2 separate regions of the Mus musculus genome follow, and region 1 is linked to region 2. A link is a contact called in public capture Hi-C data. All regions are on one chromosome and are shown on one strand. The core of a region is the stretch at or near the end of the contact, and the rest is flanking DNA. Distances in the headings are between cores, read along the strand shown. Region 1 overlaps Cracdl (capping protein inhibiting regulator of actin like). Region 2 overlaps Zap70 (zeta-chain (TCR) associated protein kinase).

Region 1 (6,706 bases), core at 3,686-6,185, 900 kb after region 2:
CTGCTGCTTGTGGTTAGGAACAGGCTAACTTTGCTCTGTGTGTCCCTGAAACACGCCCCCTCGCCCCGCCCTGCTAGAAACCACACCTGGCAGGTGCAAGACCACGCCCACCCAAGAAGTCACCAATACAGCCTCTCTGGCTGGGCTCTCTGCCTCTCCCAGTGCCAAGGCCAACAACTTAGTGACATCCTCTCTGTCCACCTACAGCCACCGCTTCAAAATAATAGACTCCAGGAACCTGCCTGGCAAGGCAGCCCAAGTCAAGTTCAGCAAAGTCTGACCGCCTGCCTCGGGCGGGAGGCGACAGTCAGCAGTTTCTAAGCAACATTGTAAGTGTTGACAGAAAAGGCTAGGCAAATAATGAATGAGTGTGGGGTGTGACTCTGTATTATTAAAATCCAGGCCGACTTCTGAGGGTGGTCCTAAAACACTCTTTCTTTTCTTCTGTTTTCCCGAAACTGTTTTATACCGACCTCTAGCCCAGGAGTTTACAACCTAAAGAGAAAAGCATGACAAGAGTGACCAGTGATGGGACGAGAGACCAGTGACCAGTGACGAGAGGTAGGTCCTGATGTAGCCCTCAGAAGCCACCTCCCAGCATGCTCTCTGTGGTGGGTTGTTTTTTTACCCAAAGCCTTCAGGAACTACGCTTTTGGTTCCAATGTCTAAACCATGTATTTCTGGGTTGTAGACTCATAACACCTATGTGTATCCATTAGAAAGCTATTTATAAACTGCAACAGAAAGTCTTCTGTGGAAAAATACTTAATGTTTTCATAGTAGGACCTCTGTCTTGGTCTGTTTTCTCTTCTTACAACTGAATAATACGACATACTGATGATTTATAAGGAATAAACGTTTATTTGGCTCATAGCTCTATGGAGAGGTCTGACGTCGAGGGGCTGCATCTGGTAGGGGCTTTGCTGTTGGCAGTGACTCTGAAGAGTCTTGACACAGCCTAGGACACCACCCTGTGAGCGTTGCAGACATGAGACAGAGGTGAAGTGGCTTTTATGACAGATCCACTGGCGGTAACCCATGAATCCACAGATGGGTCAACTTATTCTTATTTTTTATTGCCCATCTCTTTTTCTATGTCTTTCAAGTTCTCTCTCTCTCTGTCTGTCTGTCTCTCTGTCTGTCTCTCTCTCTCTCTATCTCTCCCCCCTACCCTGTGTGTGTGTGTGTGTGTGTGTGTGTGTGTATAGGCCAGAAGTTGAAATCTGGTGTCTTCCTCAATCACGTATATATTGAGGTAGGCCCTCAAACTGGAACCCAGAGCTTGCAGGTTCTGCTAGTTTACCTATCCAGCTTGTCAACCTGTCTCAAGGATCCCCTTTCTCTGTCTCCAGAGTGATGGGATTACGGGCAGGCTGCCACACCCACCTGGCACTTATGTGGGTTTCCAAGCATCTAAACTCCTATCCTCATGGTTCTGAGGCAAGTGTTCTACCCACTAGGCCGAGTCCCCAGTTTGCCCATCTCATAACGCCTCCCAATGGAGACTAAAGTCCAACTTGCTCTTTGGTGAGGACATTCAAGCCATAGTAACATCCCAGGCTCCCAGGATCACATTATTCAGAAGGATCAGCATAAACACAGCAGGTCCTGGAGAATATCTATCCCCTCTCATCCAGTGCCCACACCCACCAGGGATTCGATGCTATAACTCAGTTTTACAAGAGAAGGACGCAGGATCTTCAAGGATGAACAGCTGGTACAAGATCACTGATCTAGTAGCTGAAAATCTGATACTCAAATCAAAGCTTGTCCATGACCCAAGTGCCTGTCTATCCTAAGATGGCAGCAACCTGCTAAGAAACACTGGCCAAGCGCTTGAGGGACCAGTCAGGTTCCATCCCTTCGGGTTCGGCAATCTGATAGTCTGTATCAAAAGCCTTTTAGAGCCTCATCCTGCTGGCTCAGTCATTTCTCCTCTGGGGAGTTTGTCCTAACTCCACACTGGGGACATTGTCTCTGCCACAGAGCTGAAGGGGAAGCAGTCCTGGAGTGGAGAGGCTTCGAACACTATACCGCAGAGGAGGCTGGTTCGCCTGCCCTCAGCAGCCTGGAACCTTGGATTTGGGACAGCTCAACTTGCATGCTTCATGCAGCAGCTGTGCTCTGACCTGAGGGAAGAAACAGGGCCCAAACCGGAGTGGCCCAGCGCAGGAACGCAGCCCCCGGGGTCCAGCCATCTGAAAAACAGGCTGAAGGACCCTCACATCATGAACCACTCCACACAGCCACCCCCTCGGAGGGAAACTCACTCAGGCATGGCCATCTCGACATTGCTATGCGCTTTACCTCGTGTTAAAATTCTGAACGTTCACATTGTTGAAACAACACTGGGAGAGAGAAAGTGTGTTTGTGGGGGTCTAAGTGTTTTACAGCGGCAAAGTTAGCTAAGTTAGAAAACTAATCAAGAGATGTTTACAATATCATTTATGCACGAGTTAGCTTCCGAATCATCCCTTGGATGAATGCTGCTCATATTAACCTTTACAAGTAGCTCCTGGCTTGTTACATATCCTGCTCTTGCTTCATATCTCAAAAATGCTGTCACAAAAAACTCCAAATTTGCCACGGACTGCACACATATTGAGCCAAATGTAAAGAGTTCCCATAAGGCCCTGCCCGTGAACAGGCTTCCATTGTTCTTTCTAGGGGTGTATAACTTGGGTGGAGAAACCTGAGGGGAGAGCAGGAGAAATGGGCCAGGGTGGTTGCTCCTGCACAGCGCCTGGATTCAGTTCCTAGCAGTCACTCAGCGGTTCACAACCTACCACAACTCAAGTGCTAAGAGACCCAATGCCTTTTTCTGATCTCCCTGGATACCTACCAGGTGCACAAACACACACACACATACACACACGCACACACACACACACGCGCGCGCGCGCGCGCGGGTAAAACACTCATACTCTAAAATAAAATAAGATTAAAAAAAAAACAAAAAACGACGAGGATGAGGAGAAGAAACATGAGCCAAAAAATAAAGAAGAGGAGGAGGGGGAGTGGGGGGAAGAAGAGGAGGGGAGGACAAGGAGGAAGATGGGAAGAAGGAGGGGGAGGAGGAGGACAAGGAGAAGGGGATGAGGAGGAGGGAGAAGAGGAGGAGGACAAGGAAGAGGAGGAAGAGGAAGAAGATGAGGAGGAAGAGGAGGAGGAGGATGAAGAGGAGAAAGCTCTATAGTAGTTCCCTCCTGGAAAAAAGGAGACTGCAGGAGTTGCTACCCCTCAGGCTACATGGCATCAGTTACTCTCAATATGCCAAGTGCACGCTACCCTCTCCCAGAATCCAAAGGAAACCATTAAAGAACTTCTTAAAGATGGGACCAAGTGCTGTGGCCTCCTCTCAGACCCTTGAGAAATCCCCACTGCAGAAATGAAGGGGTTCGGGGCTCCATGGAAAATCCCTAGGCAAGAGCAGATGCAACTAGTAGTGTCTTTTGTTTGTCCTGAGGCCAGCTTCCCACTGTCACCGGATATTACCACCATCCTACCTTTAGAGGCAGCCCAAGTACAAGTGACAGATGTGGTTATTTTTGTTGTTGTTTGTTTTCCTTTGCTTTTTACAAAGAAAGGCTCATCCTCTCTGATTGCCACAGTGCTGCTTCCAGATGGAGCTACAGATAGACTGAAGAACCATTGTCACCCCAACTCCATCTCTCAGATCACAGGACAGGAAGGCAAAGCCTCCTGACACTCCCAACTCCAGGGAACCCACCATTTCTCTCTCTGGGCACATGTAACACAGGGTAATCTCAGCTGTGTAGTCACTATGTGGAGATTACGCACATACAGAGCAAAGCCAGGGTAATGTCCTTTCCCACACTGTCCCTCTACACAGCTGCCGCAGCTAAGCACCATGAGGCTGGGACCATGGACAGAGTGTGACCCAGACCCTCACCCAGCAGAACTGGTATCCAGTGTTGTTATCTGCAAGAACTCCTCTGAGGATGAGACACGAGAGCAGAGGACTCAAACAGGAGCATCACGGACCACTGGAAATAGTGTGTAGCAAGAGAGTGAAGGGCCAGGCTTCAGCACGGAGGACAGAAATCGAGGTCCATAGGTGACAGGAACCAGCTGGCTAGTGGAGTCTACGTTTGCTCTGGTGGGGTGGGTGGGCAGGCAGGCTGGTAGGCTGTGGGTTAGAGGGTGGCCCCTAACACCAACGATTCATTCTCAGACATACTGAGCACTGTGCCAATAAATATGACCTGTCCATCTGTTGGTCTGCTTTAGTCAAATCCCAAGTTTTCTCCCAACCAGCTTGATCCTGGGGTAAGACACACATCTGCAAACTGGCTTGTCACACATAAGAGCAAAGCCTTCCAGGAATCATCTCGGAAGGACATTTGAATTTGGACCTGATATGAAGATTTTTAGAAATAATGAAATCATCAAACCCCAAATTGTACAGCTTCATTTGCCTGCCTTTTAAAACTCAGCAAAAATGGAGGTAGTATTTTAATGCCTTTATAAGTCTGAAATCACCTCGGTGGGTTAGCAGCTAAAAAGGTATTAAATTAGCTTCTATTTTAACTTAACCTAAAAATATCTTAGGCAGCCTGTAAAAGCACCACACAGCTTAAAGCTGTTAACCGAGTTCACGTTCCCCATCCTGTTGCAAGCCGATGGTGTTTAAGGTGGGTTTATTCCTGATTGACAGTGTTTCTCTCCAAGAACTGGAATGTAGTGAGGGACAGCTTTGTGTTCACAGCATGGAATGCATAGACTACAGTAAATGGCTATAAATTGTAATGAATGTGTTGGGCGTTTCATTTTAAAGTCACCACCAACCACAGTTTTTGCCTTAGGAGGTGCCTCTTTTTAACCATAACAAAAGATGAGGCAAAAGGGCACCGCCTGACACCACCCTCTCACTGTCCTTGGCAGACATCAGCAATCAATCACAGTATCATTCTCAGGACTGCTCACAGCATAGTACTCCAGACAGCTACTAACTGCCGGGTGCTCAGACCCATTCATGGCTATAAACCTGTGACCAATGTTAGCAGAAGTCACGATAAATCTGTAGAACTGGATTCTAGCCTTCTTATCTCACAAGCTGAGTGACAGACACAAACAGCTTGCCTCTGCCCATGTGGTATACACTGCTTGGACTCTGTTACATTGCTTTTAAAAAGTTGAAGGACTATAAAATTGGCACAGGTTTCTTTGCATTCGTGAACACACATAGATACATGTACGTGTGTGTGGGGGAGTGGGCACTGCACACAGGTGTGTCTGCATATGTGTGTGTGTGCGTGTGTACATATGGATCCCGGAGGACAATCTCAGGTATGCTCCTTCAGGTGCTATCCACTTATTTATTTATTTATTTATTTATTTATTTATTTATTTATTTTAAATGACAGGATCTCTCACTAGCCCAGAGGTTATCAAGTAGGCCAGGGTATCTGGTCAGCAAGCAATGGGTGGGGAGGGGGGTTCCACCTGTCTCCACCTCTTCTGCTTTGTTACACATCGAAACACCACACATGGCTTCTTAAATGTGGGTTCTGGGAACCACACCCAATTCTTCATGCTCATTTTACTGAGTGAGCTATCTCTACAGCCCAGCATAGACTTCTTTTTATGTAAAGCTATTTTAGACAACACATGACACATGCTTGAGATGAGCCCAATATATATATATTTGTTGATTTGTTGTCCAGAAAAATGAACATTCATGGCAGTACCACAAATGCCCTCCTACCATCCTTGCTGAGTTCCCCCGACTGCCACACCTAGTGTTCTGCATGGCCTCCAGGTGAAGCGTGAGTGCTCTGCCTTGCCCAGCAGCTCGGCCATAAGAAATGTTTCCCCTCCCAGGGCAACAGCAAGCTTCCCTACCTACTGGCATTTCGGGTTGTACACATCACTCTCCTGGCCTTTGAGTCCTTTTACCTTTGATGTCCTAATTTCTACACTCAGCAGAGGCTTGGTAAACACCTTATGATTCAGGAAACCTCATCAGAGAGCGGTCAGCAGAGAGCAAACCTGCATTCATTAAAAAATAAACAAACAGGGCTGGAGAGATGGCTCAGTGGTTAAGAGCACTGACTGCTCTTCCAGAGGTTCTAGGTTCAATTCCCAGCAACCACATGGTGGCTCACAACCATCAGGAATGAGATCTGATGCCCTCTTCTGTATCTGAAGACAGCTATAATGTACTCAAATTAATTAATTAATCTTTAAAAAACAAACTGTATTCTTTGGAAATTTCACACACGCAACAATGTATCTCCATCATAGACACACTATGCTCAGGTCCAAATTTCCCCCACCCACATCTAGTCTCCCTCCCAACTTCATGTCTTCCCTAAATAATTATTTTTAACCCACTGAGTCTAATTACTATTGCCCATATATCTGCACGTGGGAATGGGTTCATCCCCTGGGCCGTGGAGAAGTCACCAGTGGTCACACTCATTTGAAGAAGCGAGTCTCCTGCTCACAGCCGCCATCATCTGCCTATAGCTTGTCAAGTAGAGGTAGGGCCCAGGGAGCTCCTCCCTGCTCTGAGCTGGGGATTTTAACTGACTCGGTCTTGTGCTGGTTGAACCTCTGTTGTGAGTTCTGTGTGTAATAGTCATGTCCAAGAGGCAGCACTGCATGGCGGTCTTTTACATTTTTATGCTCCCTCTTCTGTGATGGTCCCTGGTCGTGCAGGGGATATGGGAATATCAGATAG
Region 2 (6,612 bases), core at 3,203-5,702:
TCTATAACTAACATCTGATTACCCAGGCTGCACCTGTGGCCATGTGGGACAAAGCTGCTCAAAGTGTGTGACTGACAGCTTCCTGCCACAGCTTCCTGCTCCAGAGACCATCCTTGTTACTGACCCCCCCTCCCCAGAACATGTCCCCACTCCCCGACCCCTGCTGTCCTATCCTGCAGCCTCATACTCTGAAAAGCAGCCTTAGGAGCCTCCAGGAAGGGCTGTCTGCATCTGGGGAGATGGAGAGGGCCAGGGAAGGCAAACTCAGAAAAGTCCTGCATAGACAGACATCTGGAAGTGGGTCTGAAGGAAATCAAGCAACCCTGCCCGGTTGGAGCAGAGTGTGGAGGAGTTTTGATCCAATGAGGGAGCCATAGTAGGTTCTTGAGCAAAGGAGACCATGGTGACAAATCACCCAGGAGCAGCATGCAGGCCTCAGAGCTCAGCTCAAGTGGAAACAGACAGTGGAGGACTCAGCTAACCACAGGCATTCTGCGGCTGAGATCTGGGTCTGTTTGTATTAATAGAAACAGTTGGTGGAGATCAAAGGAGATGGTGGTGACACAAGCCAGCATCAGGTTAGAGATCTGGCTCTGGGGAGATGCATGTATAGTTTGGGTAGCTATGGTGGGATGACCAAGTAAGGGGGCAAGGCTGGGAAAGGGGAGAGACAGGGAAAGAGAGGAAGGGAGAGGGAGGGAGGGAGGGAGAGAGAGAGAGAGAGAGAGAGAGAGAGAGAGAGAGAGAGAGAGAGAGAGAGAGAGAGAGAGAGAACACAAAGAACACACAGGAAGTATAAGGGCCAAAGAGGACAAGCCAAAGACTTTGTGAGGACCACAGAGATCTGAGATCAAACAGAAGGGAGGAGACATGACACCCATTCCCCAGAGGACCTGGCGTGGAGCAGCAGGTGCTTGCCTAGTACCTCCCTAGCTAGGGGTGGAGCAGGGCACCAGGCTAGATGAGAGCCAGAATGGGAGTCGTCAGATGGAGACCGGAGGGAAGCCGACCTGATTGTTGTAAGTTTTCCTGCCTCTGTTCTTACTGAGGGCGTGAACACGTCTAAACTTCCCAGCTGCTCTTCCCACCCTTTGTTTAAAAATGGAGGTCGTTTACATCCAGTGGTGTCTTCGGACCGCCCGTGGGAAAGGTCTGATCTGACAGATGTGTGCAGGGGAGAAGCAGCCACTTTTGCCAAACTGTAGATTATTCTCTAATTCCTTCAGGTCCCTGTAGTCGCCCCCACCCGTTGCCGCTGACAGAACTCCCTGCCACAGTTCTGACAGCCTGGTTGGCAGCCATTCTTTGCTTTGGTCACAGGGCATGCTGCTGTGCCGTCTACACTGGAGGCACCTGCCTCTTTCTACCTGTTGAGAAATATTTACGTCACTTTCAGCGTTTGACAGTTTTAAATAAAAATTGCTATAAAACTTCCTTGGAGGCTTTTCTATCAGGTTCCATTTTTTTTTTTTTTTAAGGAGCCTGGAACTTGGTGGCTTGTTTCAGGTAGTCTCATGAAATACTCTCTGAAAAGACTCTTTTTAAAAATGGTTCTCTTGGGGCTGGAGAGATGGCTCTGTGTTGAAGAGACTGGCTGCTCTTCCAAAGGACCTGGGTTTTATTGCTAACATCTGAATGGACTCATAAATGTCTATAACGCCCACCCTCTTCAGATCTCTGTGGCCACCAGGCACACATATGATCTACAGACATACATACATGCACACAAAAACACTCATATACATAAAACAAAATTGAAAACATTAAAGGGTCCTCCCTCCCTCCCCTCCCTCTCTTTCATTGTTTGGTTTTCTGAGACAGGGTCTCATTATCTCAGGGGCCTTAACTGTATCCCAGACTGGCCTGGAACTCAGTCCTACAGGCTCAGCTTCCCGAGTACTGGGATCACAAGTGTGTATCACCAGGCCAGTTTGGAAACTACCCTTCTCCCAGTGGAAAGACCAAGACTGCAGTGCCATTGATGGTGTGGGTTTCTGATCACTGCTTGCAATTAACTATTGTGGGGCTGGGTAGTCCATAGCTTCCCTCGCTGCTTCTGTGTCATGTGATCAGCAGCCCCGGAGCCTGCCCCACCCAAGTATCTTCTTCAGCTTCAGCCTCTATCCCTGCCCCTCCCTGGACACTCCTATCGGACACAGCCTTTCTCTGTTACCAAGCCTGTCCTTATACCCGGGTGCCTTCATTTGCATAAGGAGGACACTGAGTCGCTTCCGAGTCTTCCCGGGTCAGCTCAGTAGGTAACAGGCAGTTGTTATGATAAGCTAATTGTTTTCAACATTGCAGAAAAGCAAGAATACTGAGAGTGGAAAGAGTGAATGGTCTCACATTCAGCCCTGGGTCCTGCAGCTCACATTCTGCTCCGCTTATCAGCTTATCAGAGAGATCAGCCCTCATTATTCACAGATTCCATATTTGAGAATTCACCTTCGGGCTAAACTTTGCAATCCTCAAAATAATATGGTGTTTCCCCCCACGATTTGCAGATGTACATTGAATGGAAAGAATTATTGAGTCACAGATGATAACTTCACTACGGAGCATGAGCAATACAGGGCTCTGCTGCTTGCTCCTGTGGGGTGGCACATTTCTTGGGCCTTCCCATATGAGGCAGAGGTTCTGTGATAGATCCAGCCCAGCAATGTGTTTTCAACCAGATGTTGTGAAATACACCACACACACACACACACACACACACACACACACACACACACACACGAGTACAGCTGGCTCTGATGGGATCTCAGGTCAAAGGCCTGCCTAGGACATGCCTTTAAGCCCGGTGTACTGGTGCAGGTTTACATTCCCAGTAAATGGGAGGTGGAGGCAGGAGGATCAAGAGTTCAGTCTCAACCACATAGTGACTTTGAGGCCAACCTGGGCTCAGCACTGTGTGGTTCTCCTTGACGGAGCAGATACAATAAATCTTAATGCACACTGAAATTTGATTAATTCAGACACTGGTGTAACCCAAGCTTGAACAAGATACAGGATACTAGCAGCCTTCCAGGGAGTTCAGGGTAGACAATTTAAAATCACTTGCCTATCATATTATCTGTCTATCTGTCTGCCTGTTTGTTCATCTATCTACCTCAGATCTGTCTAGCATGTATGTATCAATATACCATATATTTATCTCAGATCTATCATCTATGTCTGTCTATCTATCTGTCTGTCTCAGATTTGTCTATCATCTATGTTTCTATGTATCTATATACCTATCTATCATTCTTAGATCTATTATCTATGTGTCTGTCTATCTGTCCATCTGTCCATCCATCCACTCATTTATCCATCCATTTACCCCAAGCTGACCTTAAATTCATGTGACCCTCCTGCCTCAGCCTCTCAAACGCTGGGGTAGCATACTCGGGCCACCATGCTTTTCTGTCTCTTCTCCCTAACCACAAACCCCATTTCGTCCTCATGGTTGCATCAGACTTAACATTAGAGTAAAATCCTGACTTTTAACAATCTGTCTATGGATGGATAGTCAGATTAGCTCTTACTTTCTGAAGCTGGTTCTGGCAGGCAGAGGGGTGGGGACAAAGGGAATTACAGGAGACCAAGGGCATCCTCTGGGAAGCAGGGAAGACTGGGGCCAGGTTCCCTGCTGAGCAGTTAGTTAGCCTTGCTCTGCCTTACACTCTCCCCTCCTGTTTTTGTTTTGTTTTATTTTTTCAAGACAGGGTTTCTCTGTGTAGCCTTGGTTGTCCTGGATCTTGCTCTGTAGATCAGGCTGTCCTTGAACTCACAGATCTACCTGCCTCTGCCTGCCAAATGCTGGGATTAAAGGCGTGGGCCAACACCGTCCAGCTTCCCCTATAAGTTTTTTTTTTTTTTTTTTTTTTTTTTTTTTTTGAGATGGTTCCACCTTATCCTCATGCTCTGAGCTAGAGGGGGAGGCCCTTCTAGCCATGGTAACCTCATTCTCTCATATCATTCTTTAAAACCCAGACTTCAATCTATAATGGTAATGGTCACGCCTATCACACTATTGACCGCCACCTCCCGTGTGTGTGTGGCCTTCGAAAGGGAAGGGAATGACATATCTTTGGAAACTGAAGGGTCAGTTCAGACCTGGGGACCTTCGGGGTGTCTGGATGTTGTGCACAGGTCCCCAAAAAGTCAGAAGTGGGTTTCAGAAGTGGGTGCCAGGACAGGGTAGCTCCTCTCTGGAACTGACTCCCGTGCAAAGATGAGGCACCATGATGGCCCTGAAACGCCTTTGCACCCACAGGGTCCAGCGATGCCCGATCCCGCGGCGCACCTGCCATTCTTCTATGGCAGCATCTCGCGGGCTGAGGCCGAGGAGCACCTGAAGCTGGCAGGCATGGCCGACGGGCTGTTCCTCCTGCGCCAGTGTTTGCGCTCCCTGGGCGGCTACGTGCTGTCGTTGGTGCACGACGTGCGCTTCCACCATTTCCCCATCGAGCGCCAACTCAACGGCACGTACGCCATCGCGGGCGGGAAGGCGCACTGCGGCCCGGCCGAGCTCTGCCAGTTCTACTCTCAGGACCCCGACGGGCTGCCCTGCAACCTGCGTAAGCCGTGTAACCGGCCGCCCGGACTGGAGCCACAGCCCGGGGTCTTCGACTGCCTGCGTGATGCTATGGTGCGCGACTACGTGCGCCAGACCTGGAAGCTGGAGGTGAGGGCGTGGTCAGAGGGGGAGTGGGCGAGGCATGGAGGCTGATGCTGTGTCTTCATTGGCTTGCAAGATGCTCTGAGGCCTGGGATTTGGAAGTGACAGAATGCTGAGGCCCTAGTTGAGCCCATGACCTGGAAGGAGGACTTGCAGGTCCAGGCTTGCGCAGCCTGAATGATGCTGTGGTGCTTCACCATCTATGATGCGCCTGAAGGTGCCAGAGAGGACCATGAAGGGCAGGCCTGTGGCCTACAGAAGGATGGCAGACAGAGACTATAGGCTGTAGTCCTCAGCATGTGCTATGCTTGAGCAGGAAATTGTGTAGGACCTTGAAGCTGATGAGCTTCAAGCTGGCCTAGAAGGTGAAGCCTAGGCACGGTGCCTCCCTGGGTGGATTAGGAAGGAGACCTTAGAGCTGACAGAGGTTCCTCCAACAGCTTTCAGACACACTCTAGGGATGCCTAGGTGGGTGGGTTCCTCTTACGGAACAGGTGTTCTGGAAAGTACAGAGCAAGCAAGTGGGTTCTGGTGGCTGGCCACTTGGCCACTCCCATAACGCTCCTCTTTCCTCCTCCTCAGGGCGATGCACTAGAGCAGGCCATCATCAGCCAGGCCCCACAGGTGGAGAAGCTCATTGCTACCACAGCCCACGAGCGAATGCCCTGGTATCACAGCAGCCTGACTCGTGAGGAGGCCGAGCGCAAACTCTATTCCGGCCAGCAGACCGACGGCAAGTTCCTGTATGTGGGGCATGGGAGTGCAGTTGATGAGGGGCCAGGGCTTATTGGTTGAAATCCTGGGGGCCAGGTGGGCAGGCAGACCTGAGTGTGCACGTGGGCTCGAAGAGCAAATATGTCTGTGTGCACATGCGCAGAGGTACTTTGATACGGTAAAGTCCTTACAGTGAACTGGAAGGACTCCAGAGCTGGAGTCACCTGCATTGAGCCTAGCTTTTTGCTGCCTGTAGGCTACGGGCTGGGTAGCAGGCAATGGTATGGATTAGACAGGGAGGATGTTGAAGGAATCTATTCTATAGATGCCAGCAGTGTCTGCCTGAGACCTGTGTAAAGAATCTCAGGAATCAATGTGTGTAGAGCAGTAGCGTAGGCAAGTTAGATATGAGCCCTTGTGTTCCTGCGCGATGCTATGGTGTGTGACTATGTGCGCCAGACCTGGAAGCTGGAGGTGAGGGCGTGGTCAGAGGGGGCGTGGGTGGGGCATGGAGGCTGATGCTGTGTCTGTGTGTCTGAGCCATGGCAGGGGTCATTCATGAGTTTCTTACAGTCAGAGTCTGAAGCTCTTTTTTTTTTTTTAGAAGCCTGCTGAACATTCAAAAGCCAGGGCCAGGTGCTACTTCCTTGCTTGGGTGTGGGTGTTTTAAGTATAAATGTTATTCAGATATCAGCCAGTCACTAGGCATCCAGATAGGAGAGTTGGTGCCTGCCTCTCTCTGTGACCCCAGAAAGCCCAGTGTTTATATCAAGTAGCCTGGGGGACAGTCCCTAGGGCCTCTCTGCGATGAATCATTGCTCCGCCTCCTCCCCCAGGGCTGTTCCCTTTCCCAGGATCTGCTTGAAGAACTAACCCTTGACCCTCAATGTGGTCTGTGCTGAGAGCCTGCAGGTCTCCCCAGAGATAGCATTCTCTCCTGGACTTTGCTGTCAGTGGAAAGGGAAGAGTGTGTATAATACCAGACTGGAGAGAGGGATCAGCGGTTCCCAGCACCTGCGGCACGGCTTACATTCACCTGTAACCACAGCCCCCCTCCCCCTGCACTCACAGGCACATACCCCACTTCCCATACATACAATTAAAAATAATAGCTGGGCAGTGGTGGTGGCACACGCCTTTAATCCCAGCACTTGGGAGGCAGAGGCAGGCGGATTTCTGAGTTCAAGGCCAGCCTGGTCTTCAGAGTGAGTTCCAGGACAGCCAGGGCTACACAG

The links. Capture Hi-C pulls out chosen DNA fragments and counts their contacts.
Region 1: a contact with region 2 is called in a capture Hi-C map of embryonic stem cells, with 6 times the contacts expected there. The contact joins two enhancer-like sites. A contact is called at or near these places in 2 of 39 promoter capture datasets (embryonic stem cells and maxillary cranial neural crest), 1 of 15 datasets of contacts at CTCF or cohesin (large pre-B cells), 3 of 115 datasets of contacts at active chromatin or transcription factors (the SCID.adh cell line and embryonic stem cells) and 2 of 9 other capture datasets (embryonic stem cells and macrophages).

Annotation. Positions count from the first base shown.
Region 1 is chr1:37,666,641-37,673,346 of GRCm38.p6, forward strand. The region is part of intron 1 of Cracdl (capping protein inhibiting regulator of actin like); the gene reads right to left. 4930470B04Rik (a long non-coding RNA gene) reads left to right here. Exons shown (of 3, transcript XR_373326.4): 2 at 480-561; 3 at 1,987-2,896. Among named protein-coding and RNA genes, the nearest start is that of Gm39628, 15 kb to the right of the region's middle. Within about 2 kb of position 4,936, at least 4 of the 459 cell types and tissues checked have an H3K27ac peak or open chromatin away from gene starts, as enhancers often do. A contact at or near this core is called in embryonic stem cells, where this site is marked.
Region 2 is chr1:36,766,544-36,773,155 of GRCm38.p6, forward strand. It overlaps Zap70 (zeta-chain (TCR) associated protein kinase), which reads left to right. Exons shown (of 13, transcript NM_009539.3): 2 at 4,259-4,669; 3 at 5,246-5,406. The coding sequence starts at 4,268. Among named protein-coding and RNA genes, the nearest start is that of Zap70, 8.1 kb to the left of the region's middle. Within about 2 kb of position 4,453, at least 23 of the 459 cell types and tissues checked have an H3K27ac peak or open chromatin away from gene starts, as enhancers often do. A contact at or near this core is called in embryonic stem cells, where this site is marked.